Regions from separate parts of the Sus scrofa genome. Here region 1 is linked to region 2. The links are chromatin contacts, called in public Hi-C maps. All regions are on one chromosome and are shown on one strand. The core of a region is the stretch at or near the end of the contact, and the rest is flanking DNA. Distances in the headings are between cores, read along the strand shown. Region 1 overlaps ADAMTS6 (A disintegrin and metalloproteinase with thrombospondin motifs 6). Region 2 overlaps CWC27 (CWC27 spliceosome associated protein homolog).

Region 1 (5,439 bases), core at 960-3,459, 270 kb after region 2:
TTTTACTTACATCTGTGTTGCAGGAGCGATACCGTTTCCTTTCCCCAAGGCAATATTTTCCACCTCCTGAAGGTCTGAAAACACATTTTGTTTAACATGTGAATGTAATATATTTAACCATGTAAAGAGTACATATATTGCTTGATGAAAACATAAGAACATTTACTTTAAAAAGATACAAAATTAGGCATTTTATTAGTTATTAAAATAACAGTCATGCTGGTGAGGGCAACAATAATTACGGTTGTTTAACATAAAAATTAAGGTGATTTACTATGAATAACTTTATAAGCCTCTTAATTGTGATGATATACATTCTTAAGAAAATGCAATCACATCAATGTATTTTTCTAACTATCATAGTAAACAGGTACTCAGTTCAATACAATGAGTTAAAAAATCATTTACAATGAAAAGCCATTTGAATCATATTCAATAAAACACATAATCTGATGTCACATGTTCACCAAGCAGAAAATGGAGTTTAGTTTTTTCTCCCAGACTGGAAATAAGGAGAGGACCCTAAATAACTTTCTGGAAATAGCTTCAGTTCAAAGTTTTTAATGCAGAAAGAAATTTCTATCTCATTTCAAATATTACATGGAGTTTTTAAAAATTAAATCTAAACATCAGAAGGGCTTGCATTATATAAACACTTTATGTTACATTCAAATTAATGTGTCAAATATTTGCTTTATATGAATTGATTTTTTGGAGTATTTAACATTAGGGAAAGTTATGTTATCATTTGGGCATACAGTTTTTGACTGGAAAAAACTAACTTGTTCTTTTAAAAGAAGTCCATGTCATCTTCTTAAGTATCTAAGTATATTATTTATTATCATAGGGTTTTATACTTTTGGTTATTAAATTACAGTAGCATTCAGTTGGACTTAATTATTCTGTACTTGTTTTAAAAAGATCAAGTCTAATTATAATTTTGGCTCAATGGTATCAATGGGATAATTAAAGCTACACTTTGAATATACTGTGAATGCTGAGAAAAGACCCAGCTTGAATCAGCATGGGAGAAATGGGTTGGTCAGACAAAAACAAGGTAGTGGGGATGGTGGTGGCAAAGCTGGTTTATGAGTGGGTGACAGTGAGCTCTGTTTAGCAGGAGGGTAAAGACAGAAAGTAGGAGAATGAAAACAAGGAACAATTTCAAGTTAAAGAGTATAAAAGAGAAGAAAAGAGATATTTAGAGAGAGAAACCAAAGAGAGGGATCCTGAGTTAAAATGAGAAAAAATAAAAAATAAGAACAGACCATCTTTTACTCTAGAAGGGGGAAAAAAGCAGAAGTGATATCAGAACATTATTCTGCCTCAAATAATTGTCAGGAAAGAAAGTCCTCAACCTGAGCTCTAAACCAAAATGGGAGCTTTTGACATGAAGCAGCTAAGGAGCAGTTCAGTCTCTGGAAGGACACGAAAGACCAACTAGAGGAATCATCCACCTGTAATGGGCACTTGTGGGAAGAAGGAGCAACACAGCTAGCAAGGAATACTGATGGGGCTGGCTACATGCCAGGGGGACTCTGGCTGGAGAAAAAGAGTGGTGGGAGAGGAGCAGTCTGACCTGCATAAAACAGTCATGGGGAGAAAAGTGGTGGCAGCTCTGGAAGATGATTAATGGGGGCATGTGAATGGAAACTATTTTAACACATGGGCAGTATTCTTTTCATTGTGATTTGTGATGCGAATCAAGGCATTTCAATCCTTGAAGTGCTCTCATTGGTCCTTTTAATACTAATGTAGCAGTAATAATTTTATGTGACATGTGAAAAGACCTCAGGTTTCCTGGGAATAATGGTAATGTAGCTTAGACCAGACCTGGATTCATCCATAATTCAGTACTTTTTGGAGGAGGAAATCTATCTGATTATTACTAAATTAAAAGTCTGACTATACCTGGGATAGATACACAATGCTTTTCTCTTTTAGTTACACAGCAAGGTGAAAAGAAGAAAAAGAAAGTCTGTCTAACAAGGCTCCTCCACTTTCCTGTGCCTATTCCTCGTTCTGAAGACAAGTACTTGGCTCACTGGTGAAACGTTTTTACAGATAACATGTGAAACCGCAGCTTTGAATCATTTCCAACTGTGTCTTTTTGTTGGCTCCGGCTTACTTTAGCTACTTACGCTGGACTGTCACAGTGTCTTAGGGATGAGGAGACGCCTCCCCCGCAGGTCCTGCTGCACTCTCCCCATAGTGACCAGGGACCCCAGCCCCCATCTACGCTCTGGGGCCAAGTGCCAAAAGGAACACAATCTCCCTGATAACACCACTGCAAGATTTCACAGAAAACACAGAATTAGCTTTTAGGCAGATAGAGCTATCAGGATAGAAATACATAAGGATCAGCAATGACCAATTATAGGCATTAGCATTCTCCCAATAGATAACAGAGTTTTTTAACTGTGTTTAGACATTGGTAAAGGTACATGTGATCTGCAAATTATCTTTACCTAGGCAATGATTTATAAATCTCTAACAAGTACCAAGAGTCTAAAAAACTTTACTTCTTTTTTCCTTATGTTTCCTCCTCCAGACTTTTAGTGTTTCACATTATAGAGACCTCAAAAGTCTTTTTTAGATATTTTAGTATTAAAACTTTTTTCTTTATATCCCACTATTATTAGACTCATGGAATGATAATGCAATATGGAAAGTTCCCCAGTAAGGAATTTTTATGATGGTAATTGCTTTTTCTTAAAAAAAAAAAAAAAAGAAAAAAGAAAAAAAAGGCTGGTTGAGGCTACAATAGTAAAAGAATGTGCTGTGGCATTTCATCTACATGAGTACTGCAGACATAATAAAAGTAATGCCAAGACACTAGGGACGGGGTACAAAAAAACCCTTATACACTGACTAGCCATGTGTATAGGTCCTGCATGAACATGTGTACTGGAATTCCTTTCAGCCTTACTCTCTGCAATAAACCACACATACTGCACATAAGTAGAAAGCCAGGAATAATTTATCAAGACACAGACATGGCATAATCAGCTCATAACTCTAACATGATAAATCTTATTTGCAGAATATGGTAAAAATGAAACTCTTTTTTAAAAAAACAACCCAAGCATTTCTAGGCTTTTATTGGTGCATTTTTTCTGAGTTATCAAAATTTGACAAACCATACTGATGTTATGGAAATTATTTGTTTATGTGAATAAAAATATGGAATACTATTAGAATTGAGTAACTGTCAACAATGTTAGATTGTTAAGTAAGAACCCTTATATTAAAATGTAAAGGGATTATGGCATGCGATGCTTATAGAGTAATCAGCCTATTATACAAATTCTGATATATTTAGAATTCTTCCATTTGCACTGTTTGTACTGCTACTACTCTAGACCAAACTGACAAATGGAATAGCTCATTACCTGATCCCCTGCCTCACTTTCTTCTACCTATAATCAATCTATTCCCCCAATGAGTTCTCAGAGAGCTCTTTTAAAAACACATTATCACATCACAACACTTTTCTTTTTTTGGCCATGCCTGCAGCATGTGGAAGTTCCCAGGCCAGGGATCAAACCTAGCCACAGCAATGACCCAAGCTGCTGCAGTTGACAAGGCCAGATTCTTAACTCACTGCACAAGAAGGGAACTCCTCATGTCACTTTTTTGCTTAAAAAACTGTGGCAGTTTCCCTTAACTCTGGTCAACGGTGGCCTTTGTGATCTAGCCGCTCCTCATTCTCCAGCGTTATTCTCTCTTGTACAGAATGTTCCAGACACAATGGCCTTCTCTTCTTTCCTCAATATGTTAAACTTGTTTTCTCCTCAGGTTATTTGCATTTGCTAGCCCTCCTGGGAATACTCTTCTCCAGATTCCATTTATTGTTCTCTTATCATTTGGTCTCAGGTCAAGTGAGTGTCACTTTATTGCAGAGATTGTTCCTCCGATCACTCTCTTTCTGAAGTGCTGGTACTTCACTACCCCTCCTTGCTTTCCCCTCCCCCATCTCCAGGATGTACAAGAGATTACATCTTCCGGTTCTAGTGTCCACTGCTACCACTACTTTAAATTAGCCTGTTTATTTTTCAAATAACTTCTGTATTACTTTTTTCCTCCTCTCCTTAGTAAATGCCTTGAGAGTTACAAGTGGTTATTCAAATTTAAATTAATTAAAATTAAAAATTCAGCTCCTCAGACCCACTAGCCATATTTCTAGGGCTCCACAGCCACATGTCGCTATCTGCTAGAGTGTTGGACAGAGCAGATATAGATCACCAATGTTCTAACTGGAAATGCTAAATGTCTAGAACAGTGTCCAGAATGAAGTACATATACAACAAAACTCTAGCGAATGAATGAATACTTCAGTTAAATTACAGAATACTGTGTCTTATTTTGGTTACTACATGTCAGGAAGGAACTGGACATACTGGAGGGTAAAGAAAGTAAAATTTCCTGGTAGTTTCCCTGGTAGGTGACATTCAACAAACGTTTCAATAGTTGTAACAGTATAAAGGACTTTTATAGAGAAGTGCAGAGCAATTATCATTCATCTATAAAAAACTAGACAAAAAGAAGTTAGTATTCAATTGGCTCTAAGGCCAGTAGATTGGCTCTAAGGCCAAACAATCTGATCTTAAATCAAATAAATATTAAAATAGAACACTAAAAAAGAGTGAATTTTAGGCAATTAAAATTACCATGAAGAAAAAATATCATCTGTTCAAAATGATAAAGCAGAGGCAGTTGGCTAAACCAATAATATAGTATCAACTCCAGGAGCAGGGCTACTAACAATGTACATGTGAGAGGGAGAGAATATTCCAGCTACCAGATTATGATTTATCTAATTGATCTTGAAGACCCATCATTTGCATAATGATATACTGATTACATTAAACCTTTATTCATATAAAAGTCACAACAGCGTACCAAATAATCTCCAGTTTTACACTTTTGTTACTGCAAGTAGCTGTGTATAAGAATACTTATGTCTGAACCTATTTTCCTATGACAGTAACTGAGCAATGTAGTATTAAATAGCAATTACTGATTTTTTCCCTATAGTTTCTATTAATGACAATTAATACTAAAGAATTCCAAATCTTAAAACATGCCTATTTTTTTCAAGTTGGAAATTTAGCATTACTTATTTCAAATAATAAAATTTGATTTTACATTTATTTAAGCTGCACTTAAAGCTCAAAGAGACTTTACAATTCATGTGGTCTAAGCACTTCATTTTTTCAGAAGAAAAAAATAGAACCTGAAGGACCTTGTCCAAAGTCACTTATTGTAGAGAAGGATTGTCCATCCAAACAACACATAAAAAATCAGTGGAAAAAAATCATCTGGAGGTTAGGATCATATATTTGAAGACAATAATGAATAACGTACTTTACTGAATTACTTTTACTACATAAAATACAAAATAACACTAGAGATTAAAAAAAATTTTACCTGCAAATA
Region 2 (4,923 bases), core at 991-3,490:
AAAAATCAGAGGAATGGTCTCTTTAAAAAAAAAAAAAAAAATACTCAATATGATATTTATATCCTACTTCTTTTACTTAACAATAGAATATAATACTTCTGTATATAATTTTTAATAGTAATGTAATAGCATATTCATTGCTTTTTACCAAATTTATCTAGTTCCTGGACATTTAACATATTTCTATTTTTCACTTGTATGAATATTACTGCAGTGAACATCTTTTGCATCAGTCATTTTCAGCATTTCAGACTGTTTTTCTACATGTATTTCCAGGATTGGAATTATACAATCAAAGGAAATGATTTTTTTTTTTTTTTTTTTGTCTTTTTAGGGCCGCACCTACAACATATGGAGATTCCCAGGCTAGAGGTCCATTCGGAGCTGTAGCTACCAGCCTACACCACAGCCACAGCAAAGTGGGATTCAAGTCACATCTGCAACTTACACCACAGCTTACAGCAATGCCAGATCCTTAACCCACTGAGCAAGGCCAGGGATCGAACCTGTAAACCTGTGTCCTCATGGATGCTAGTCATATTCATTTCCACTGAACCATGAAGGGAACTCTCGGAAATGATCATTTTAAAGTTCCTGGTATATATAAACAGCTTCCCAAAGATATCACTCCCATTTACCCATCTTTCAAGAATTAATGTGTTCATTAATTTCAACTTCCCCAGCAATGACATTTTGCCTTTTTTGAAATTTGTTAATGAAAAATACTATTTGTTGTTGGCGTTTTGTTTTTGATTTCCCATATCTTAGTGAAGTACTTCCCTATCTTCTGGACTCTAAAAACTTAGCTCTTAGTAAGCATGCATTTTAAAGTTTAAACATCCTCTATATAAACAAATTTATGTTCCCCAAATCAGAAAATAGTTACATATTCCTGAGGGAAAATGTCAGTGCAAATGCAAACAGGGCAGTGTCAAGGTTTGTGACTGTCAATCACTGCTGCAGTTTGAAGGTGGTTTTGTTACTTTCATTTAAAATTAAAAATTTAAGTGTTTTACATCCTGGTAGGGTATTTTCTTTTCTACCAAATGTAAGTGTCTCTTCTGAAATTATATTTGTCCTTATCAGAAAACTTAGTAATCCATTTGTTATTTCAGACCCTTGCATTGCTGAACCAGTTTAAATCTAAACTCACTCAAGCAATTGCTGAAACTCCTGAAAATGACATTTCTGAAACTGAAGTAGAAGATGATGAAGGATGGTAAGGCCTTTGATTTCTTGATATTAACCACAAGCAAATGGGTTCAGAGTGGAGATACTATTAGGACATTTCTACTATATCCTCTTCCTTTTTTTTTTTTTTCTTTAGAATTTACCTTCAGCTATACACTCATCATTATAGGGCCTCAGCTCCCTTTCACTTCATTTCAGTTGAGTAAGCATTTATTGAGAGCTTGGTGTATTTCCACTATTGTGCTACCCAGTGGAAAATACACAGGAAACATATGACACTATCCCCACCCTAAATGACTTTCTAATATTTCTATTACTGTAGAAAAGATAAAGCTCTCTTTAAATAGCTAGAAAACAGCCTTAAAAGATTCTGAATCAGGAGTTCCCACTGTGGCACCACAAGATTGTCAGCATCTTGAGAGTGCTGGACGAAGGTTTGATCCCAAGCACAGCACAGCTGGTTAAGGATCCAGCGTCGACACAGCTTAGGTCACAACTACAGCTCTGATCTGATCCCTGGCCTGGGGAACTCCATATGCCACGGGGCAGCCAAAAAAAAGAAAGAAAGATTCTAAATCATTATTTGTACTTTCCCACAAACATTTTAGAACTCGCTAATCTGTTTCATAATTATACTAGGTTCCTCTTTAGATTTATGACCTACAGGATCCTACATAGTTAACCTACAGCAATACATACATAGTCAACTTATTTTTATCTTTGGATATTTTTCAACTTTTTAAGACGCTGATAAGAAATAAAGGGATTAATGACTTGTATGTGTCCTGTGCTTAGCACTTTATCCTATACTGGCAAAAAGGGAAGAAAAAGAAAAAGAAAAAAAAAAAAACTAAGAATGTGCTTTTGTCTTATCACACTCCTCTGTCCTCCAATTGACTTCACATGTAGTATATTAGGCCTCCCCACACCTAACTGCCTCCACCTCCCACTACACCCTGGCTCAGGCACATTGCTGCAAGCAAGCCAGTGGGTCACCCCCCACACATGACTCACCCTCTGGAGCCTCTGAACTGTCACATGTGCCATTACCCCAACCCAGAATCATAGCCTCACTTCTCTCTGCCAAACAGCATCTCGCCCCTATTTCAAAACTCTGTTTAACACTCCCATCCTCCAGGAAACCAGTCAGCAAGATTTGTTGAACACTCACAAATCTAGAGGGTGGAGGAAAGAGGGCTGGAACACACATTAAAAAAGACATAAAAACACTTATTAAGCAAACATTTAAGCAAATAAGACATTGAAACTATATATAATTTTAATCAAAGGGGCTGGGGGATGATGATTTGAATGGGATGAATCCTACCTACGTAAGACCTCGAAAGTACTTGTGTATTTCTCCATATATAATTTCTGTATGATCTGGGTTATGATTTTGTAAAAACCCTAGGTCTCTTTTAATAGATTTCTGTTGCTTATGTGTATCTGTGTTTATACTTGAAGTTGCTTCAGGCAGAAGCTGGCTCCTCCCATAGCTTTTTGCCAAAGGTGAAGGCTCAGTGAGTGTTGAATGGCCCATAGAGATAAATGCACACTGCACAGAAGAACTTTCTGTTTTTATATGACTGGACAGGTTCAGTTTTATTTTGGATTCCTTGAATGTCTCAAAATATCTTTCAAATGTTTTGAGTTCAGCCACCACACACACACACAAAAATGTTTTGCCAAGTCCTCTTCCCTTATTTTTGAATCCATATGCATTTTTTAAGGAAATATGATCCATGTGTTTCTGATTCATTTACACTTAACTCATCAAGATGGTGTTTTGTAAGAGCAGTTTGATGCCCAATAAGTTTTTTTAACCTTTTTATAAGCCATTTAAGTCCTTTTTTATTGAACAGGAAAGTCACCAACAAATTTAAACCCAGAAGTTTCATTTGAAACTCATAACCCACAGGATTCAAGTTTACTCTTAACTTGGCAAGACCATTTAACTTCCCAAGGTTCTTCCTAGCCCCTTGGTTCAGTATTCTCTCATTTTGAATTCCTCATTAGCAGTGGATATCAATTAGTGTTTTTAAAAGTGTCATTCTGTTTTTGATGTGATTTCATGATACAATCAATGTTCTAATGTCATTAGAAAGTTAAACAAATGGGAAACTTCTCAGCAGGGGAAAAAAGTCACTGGTCAGTGATCTTGTCTAGTTTCCCCATCTGGGGAAAACAAGGGAAGGGGAAATAAGGTGAAAGAGCCATTACCAGGTCGTCAAGGGGTTCCTTCTGCTTTCGGTTGTAGTCTCCTAACCAGAAAGTCAGAACTCTAGACCGTGTACCTGCACATTTTTTGTATTTGTCTAATCTAACATTAATTAAAACACCTTGAATATTCACTTGGAGTACATGGGACCTTTATATACAGCCTTTTTGTTGCAGTGTAGACCTCTGAAATTTTGTAACCTGATAAGCAAGAACATCATTTGTATTCATAAATAAACTAGTTTAGCTTTATCAAGTCTCTAGTGATTTAGATTATCTCTCATAAAGTATATCCCACTTGGAAAAGAAGTCTTGTATTCAAAATGATTTATAGCAAATATTATGAGTGCATGGCATGTGCATGTGTGTTATGCATAAATTACATGGTTCCCAGACTATTTTGTAGGTCACGCTTGCTGCTTTTCTAAGAAGCGAAAGTCAGCCAGTACTGTACTACACTGTCAGGGTCTGTTATCTGAGGTAAAATGATTGCTTCTAAGACATTTTTATGTGTCCGCATGAGTGACCACACATTGAGGGATCATTTTCATTTTCTGTCAAGATAGAAACCATTACCAATTTGTTATGTTTTCTTTCACTTGGCAAACTATTCTATTCGCATTTTTGGCCGAGCTGCTGTATTGGCATGGTATACAACAGACATTTGGGTACCATTCAGCAGCATTCTACTTTTTAATGCAAAAAAAAAAAAAAAAAAGTGGGAGGAGGAGAGAAAGAAAAGAAATATGATTCTATCATAAACACTGTATATGGTGTTTGATAATTATTCCCAGATTTCACTGTCCAACAAGGCATTTAAAGAAGTGTTATTAGTAGATCTAAGCTGAATTGCATGATAGAAATTTTTCAGTCAAAATTATTAGCATTCTTCCTTTGATAGGCTATTCACTGACAATATTTTGTAGTGATAGTGACGGGCACCAGATTCTAGTGTAGCAGTTAAAGTAGCCTTTTTGCTGCTACATTCCTTCATTCCACAGCATCACACACTCTCCTATCTCTATGGAAACCTTCAACATGGACTTTATAAAACCGATCAGATACATAACAGAGGTCATCAGCCAAAGGATTCATATGACCATGTGGATGAAGTCCATATGCCATTTGGAGTTTGGTTAGATAAAGCTTTGGTTAGATCCCAAAAAAAGTTCGGGAGAGCTGTATCTGACAAGGCAGTTAGATCCCCCAAAAAGTTTGAGAGAGCTGTATCTGACAAGGCAGTAGAGAGGCTTATAAAAAAGAAAGCCACCTGCTCCTTACAAAACAAAATTGGCATTCCAAGAGGAGGAAAAAAATTAAATCTATGAGAGCAGTCTTATGTATATTAACTATTTACTACTATGTTTCATTAAAAATTCTCTCCAGATTATTAAATAAGATTAACTTAAAACATCATAACAAGAGTTCCCGTCGTGGTGCAGTGGTTAACGAATCCAACTAGGAACCATGAGGTTGCGGGTTCGGTCCCTGCCCTTGCTCAGTGGGTTAACGATC

The links. Hi-C and Micro-C count contacts between places; a contact is called where the count stands out from the background.
Region 1: a Hi-C map of embryonic fibroblasts shows a contact between it and region 2, with 4 times the contacts expected there. The contact joins two enhancer-like sites. A contact is called at or near these places in 1 of 47 Hi-C or Micro-C datasets (embryonic fibroblasts) and 1 of 2 datasets of contacts at active chromatin or transcription factors (alveolar macrophages).

Annotation. Positions count from the first base shown.
Region 1 is chr16:43,796,757-43,802,195 of Sscrofa11.1, forward strand. It overlaps ADAMTS6 (A disintegrin and metalloproteinase with thrombospondin motifs 6), which reads right to left. Exons shown (of 24, transcript XM_021076778.1): 12 at 2,142-2,287; 13 at 11-74. Among named protein-coding and RNA genes, the nearest start is that of ADAMTS6, 210 kb to the right of the region's middle. Within about 2 kb of position 2,210, at least 11 of the 83 cell types and tissues checked have an H3K27ac peak or open chromatin away from gene starts, as enhancers often do. A contact at or near this core is called in embryonic fibroblasts, where this site is marked.
Region 2 is chr16:43,526,826-43,531,748 of Sscrofa11.1, forward strand. CWC27 (CWC27 spliceosome associated protein homolog) reads left to right here. Exons shown (of 14, transcript NM_001243923.1): 13 at 1,116-1,219. Among named protein-coding and RNA genes, the nearest start is that of CWC27, 180 kb to the left of the region's middle. Within about 2 kb of position 2,241, at least 17 of the 83 cell types and tissues checked have an H3K27ac peak or open chromatin away from gene starts, as enhancers often do. A contact at or near this core is called in embryonic fibroblasts, where this site is marked.